Linked DNA regions of Gossypium hirsutum: region 1 is linked to region 2. A link is a contact called in public Hi-C data. All regions are on one chromosome and are shown on one strand. The core of a region is the stretch at or near the end of the contact, and the rest is flanking DNA. Distances in the headings are between cores, read along the strand shown. Region 1 has its middle 9.5 kb from the start of LOC107909299. Region 2 has its middle 6.0 kb from the start of LOC107909295.

Region 1 (2,700 bases), core at 74-2,573, 68 kb after region 2:
GATTTCAAACACTTCCCCAATCAACTTTGTTCCATGCAATTCGAAGGAGAGGCAGAAGTTGTATCATAGGAAGTGGCCATCGTTAGTAGGACTCATGCCAATAGGGATTTAAGTTGACAAATACTCTGTTTGAGTCAAGAACAGCCTCGCCCAGGTGTTGTTGAAGTGAGTGACTACTGACTAGTAATGGCTGATTAAAGTGGAAGACGTCTTTCTCATTTTAGGCGCAGGAGGAAAACTGAATGCCGCACTCCAATTAATAAAGAGTGTTCATTACATATTTGGGTTCAAATCTAAAATATCACTTCTCAAAAATAATTATATAAATCAGTTAAAATTTAATATATTTTTTATGTTACTCATTTTATATTAAGAATTTATTAACACTCAAATTATAACTACATTTTAAATTTAAAATTTGAAAATTGACTAATTTTTTTATAAATAAAACTATAGAATTAAATTCTAAATTTATGGAAAATAGAGTATATTTTAACTTTTATTTAACTGCGATGAAGTTTGCACAAGTACATTGTACATGCATCCATGGCGGTGTAATTGGAAATAAAAAAATCCCGTCTATAATTTAGAATTGCTAATATTTTCCAATAATTATAAAATCTGGACAATTTACAAGTTTGACGAAGGTGTCTAGTATGGCTAATTCCAGCTAAAGGAGTCAATTACATGCATATGGTCCTTGTTATTTGCCAATCGGATCCAAGACCATGCCAGAAATGGTTGCTTTCTATTTTAATAGCAATAAATACAGTAATTATTCGATAATCTGTTTCAAATAAAAATTAATAACTTCACAGAATAGACATTTTTCCAGGGATCACCTTCATAAAACAGATGTTGGAACAAAAAAAAAAAAAGCCAAACGGAAACAGTTAACTATAATCTCAAAATCAAATCAACTCATAAGATGCTAAAAAAAAGCACAAAAAATAAGCAGAAAACAGGATAAAATCCTTCAATAAATTAAAGAAAACCCTCCAAATCAAGATGACTGACAAAGATCTCTACATGGAAAACGAAAAGAAAACAAGATGATGGAAGGCAAAAGAATCAGCCTCTGATGTGCTTGACTTTGTACCAACCTTTCTTGCATGATTCTCCCACGATCTTCACACCCTTCTTGAAGAAAACCTTGAGCTCCTTGGCTCTCTCCTTTATTCGCTGCTCGAACCCAGCCATGACAGCGATACCGAGAAGAAGACTAATCGAACAAAATGTAAAAAAAGAAGGTTAGTATATTTCAGAGTTTGGTTGCTGCGTTGGTGGAGAGTGGTGGAAGGGAAACCCTGAGCCGCTTTTAAGCAGGGGGAGAAGGGGTTAGGCCTCGTGGGATCCAACGCATCATGAGACACGTGGCCTAAATCTGATGGGTAATGTCATTGGTGATCAACACGTTGATTGCGGGCTACGCTTTGAGATAAAGAGATACGTGGGATGTTGTTTTCCGTTTTCGATGGTCCCATTTCCTGTACAACTTTTTTAAAATTTGAAGTTATATTTGGAAGTAAAGAAAAAGTTAAAATACACTTTTAGTCCCTATATTTTGATAAAATTTTATGTTTAGTTTCTATACTTTAAAATTTAAAATAAAATCAATTCTCAGTATTCTTTTATTTGAAAACATCAATTTAATAATTAAAATTGTTGAGTAATATTTTTCTCGTGTGTTATTGATATGAGTGTTTGGGTATTTATACATGTTGCTACAGATGCTATTACAATTCATGATTGGGCCCTACTATTTTGTTTTGACTTCGTTGCTTCTAGTATCGACATTCTCTATCTCTAGCATTGACATTCTCTACGAATTCCAGGTCTACTGGGTATGTTTCTACGAAGCACGCGGTCCTTTTTGTTCCTAGGATTAACATTTTGGACGGGTTCTGTGCCTGTTGGACATGTGTTTGGACGGCCTACGGAGCACGCGGTCCTTTATGCGAGCTCCTTGGGTGTATGGGAGTTGAGACCGATGCTTTCCTTAGGTTCCCGCGAGCTGGATCTGCAGCCTTACCTTGCGAGCTAGGTCCGCGAGCTTGCTTTGCTGTTCTCTCATGGTTCGCCTTATACTCGATCTTCTGGTGGGACCTATCCAGGTCACGAGTCGGTGATTACTGATTATAACAAAAATTATAAGTATTTTTTTGTCAAAATTTGTCAATTTAGATTTTTGATTAGATTGTCCTCATATGATACAACATATGATTGACAAAAAATAAACATATTAAGTTGAAAAAATTTAACCGAATATCAACGAAAATAATGATTGGATTGAGATTTTTAAATTGAAAAGGTAAGAGTAAAATAGGAACTTAATCTGTAATTGTGTCAAAATATAGGGACTGGCAACATATTTTAACCAAGAAAAAGAAAGGAAAAAGAAGCGATTAGGAGTATTTAAAATTCTTTCTGGACTTGGAAGTAAAGTCGATGACAGTGAAGTGTAGGAAGTGATCCTTGGACCCCACAATGGAACCATTTATGGGCTCAAGAGGCTATAAATTTAGATGTCTAATTTTTAAAATTTAAGAGCAATTATTTGATACAACCTTAATTAGGCTTAGTTTGGATGGGCGGTGTGTTTACCTCCGGTGAGGTTAAAAATAGCGGTGGCGGTGAGATTAGTTACTGTAGCGGTGAGATTGGATATTGTAGCGGTGAGATTAGAAACAATGGTGGAGT
Region 2 (2,700 bases), core at 15-2,514:
TATAAAAGATATATATTTTTTTAAATTTTAAAAATTAATTAAATGTTAAAATGTCATTTATATCACAATTTACGTGTATATCACGCTAATAAAATTAATTAATATTAATCTTTTCATTTAGTTTAAGGTGATATGATAAAAAGTTGAAATTCAAAAACAAAAAAATTAAAAAAAAATTAAATGAGAAGCTGAAATAAAATTTTTAAGTTGCAGGAAAGAAAACGATTTGAACTTTTAAGGCAAAGTAAAATGTGAACAAATCATGTGTTGTTTGTCAAAAAGGAAATCAGAATATTTGAATTTTATATTAAAAAAATCTCTCACAAATAATTTATCATTTTTCATGATGAACTTTACTTTGTCAAAAAGTAATTATACTGTCTTCAACAAGTAAATCAATTAATTTAAAAATGTAATTTAACATAAATACAAAAAAAATTGTATTAGTTTTAATAAAATTATTTTTCTTAATAAAAAAACATTATTCTAATTTCAGAAATATGTAACTCATACGTAAATAAATTAAATCATTTTGAAATTGCAATTTAATATTGTTCGATTTTAATAAAATATTTTTTACCAATTAAATCTTAGTTCAATTCATATCGTTGTAATGGTTTGTGCATGGTTAAAAATTAGAAAAATTGTGATAAGTAGAAGTAATTATTGTTTTTCTAATAATAAAATAAAATATCATTTTAATAATATACAAAATTTCTCAAGTCAATCAAGAAATTCACAGCCCCCTGTTTATTCTCTTACCAAATTTTAATAATAACAATAAAAAAAGCACTAAAATTTTTGAAAGTCTCAAGTTGTGTGTGTAATAAAAACTTTCAAATAGCTATGCCCAGAAATGCGAAATATTTAATATCAACAAATTAGTTTATACCCACTTTGTATAAAAAAAAGGGGTTAAAATAGGATCCAAACCCTTATTTTTTGTTTGTATTTAGAATTTAGTCTCTTTATTTTATTTCTATAAATTTAGTCCCTCTGCTATTTGGATCCAATTGTGATTTTGAAATAAATAAAAAACAATCTCTTGCAACCATGTAACAATAAAATGATGTGATAATATGAAAAAATTTAACAATTGAATTTATATTTTTAAATCTGAAAAATAAATTTCTGAAAAAAAAAATATAAAAAGTGAACTAATCTAGGTTAAAACTTAAAAAGGATTTCAGTTCTATGTTTGGAGTGCCCAAATTGTGTTAAAGGAGGTTTGGGCTTATAGGGGTGACCAAAACTTCTATTGATTGGATGACTGGGACAATATTTAACAGGGCTTGGGTTAACAATTATCCTTATATTTATAAGTATGTTGGGACTCATCAAATTATAACTAAAATAGAACCAAACAATTACAAATATAACATACTATAAACTAAACTAATTAAATTGGACTAAAATCCACACCTAATAACTATACATTATGGAACTCGGAAATCCACCTTGATGCATAAACTAGTGTTGAGTTGAATGGACTGTCGTAGCCGAAACTAAACAAATGATTGACAGAAGAATCTTGTAAGCACCCAAACAAAGTATATTTGCTAACTATGTTACTTATATTTGGGTGAATCTTGCATGGCCTGGATCCTTCTTTCTCTTCCTCTTCTGTCTTCTGTTCTTTTTTCAATGGTTGGGTTTCATGTTGATTCTCTAGTTAGGGTTTGGAGGTGAAAAATCGGTGGTGTTTTTATAAGAAAAGCACATCACTGTTTTTTTGGTATTAAAGTTCAAGCAACAGAACCAGACAAGGCCAAGATCGGTTTCTTCTTCTTTTGTCTTGCCTTCCTTATTTATTTATTTATTTATTTGGCTTTGGATGAATCGGATTTACTACAAGGCAATGATGTCAAAGCACTAATTTCTTGTTCTGTTGAGGTATGGAAGCATGGAGATCAAAGCAGTGATAGAGAGATGGAAAAATGATCTGCGAATAGAAAGGAAGGCAAAATAATTTTTAACCTTTTTTTTTTTTTTGAACCCTAGAAAAATGAATGGGAAAAATTTTCACCTGTCAGTCCCCAGGGATGAGTATTCAATCTAGTTAAGTCGGATTGAGCCAAATTTTTTGAGTTAGTTGAGTTGACGAATGTTATTTTAACAACCGAATTCAATTTAATTTTTTTTCAAATAGAATTGAGTTAAGTCGAGTCGAGTTAACGAATCCTATTATTTATACTCAATGTTGCGTTTACATGGACCGATTATTTAACTAATAGACGAAGTACAAGATTATTAAACTACATAAATAACATAATGGTTTTACCTTTTAACTTTATAAGTAAACATTTATTAAAATGACATAATTTTGCCTTTTAACTTCATGATTTTGACTTTTAACTTTAGCAAGGTAAGCATTTATCAAAACGACGTAGTTTTGTTTTTTCTTATTTGGATTTTCGGATAACTCGAATTGTGTAATTCATATTCGAGTTACACCGAAAAACTTAACTTTTTATTCAAGTTGATCCGAATAACTTGATTAACTCTAACTATTTAATTCAAAATTTGAATTTTTTATCAAGTTTTCAAATTGAATCGAATTTTGTTCACCCATACTGTCCCTGATCAATTCCATCTTTTCCATAAATAGCAATTAAAGGTGTGCATGGGCCGAGCTGGGCCGGGTTCAACTAAAAATTTAGGCCCGTTTGCTAGGCTCGAGCCAACCCAAAAAATGGGTCT

The links. A called contact is a pair of places that touch in the nucleus more often than the background predicts.
Region 1: a Hi-C map of leaf shows a contact between it and region 2, with 1.9 times the contacts expected there. The contact joins two enhancer-like sites. A contact is called at or near these places in 2 of 34 Hi-C or Micro-C datasets (both in leaf).

What each region holds. Positions count from the first base shown.
Region 1 is chrD02:65,522,523-65,525,222 of Gossypium_hirsutum_v2.1, forward strand. No RefSeq gene overlaps it. Among protein-coding and RNA genes, the nearest start is that of LOC107909299, 9.5 kb to the left of the region's middle. Within about 2 kb of position 1,324, at least 7 of the 9 cell types and tissues checked have an H3K27ac peak or open chromatin away from gene starts, as enhancers often do. A contact at or near this core is called in leaf, where this site is marked.
Region 2 is chrD02:65,454,292-65,456,991 of Gossypium_hirsutum_v2.1, forward strand. No RefSeq gene overlaps it. Among protein-coding and RNA genes, the nearest start is that of LOC107909295, 6.0 kb to the left of the region's middle. Within about 2 kb of position 1,265, at least 6 of the 9 cell types and tissues checked have an H3K27ac peak or open chromatin away from gene starts, as enhancers often do. A contact at or near this core is called in leaf, where this site is marked.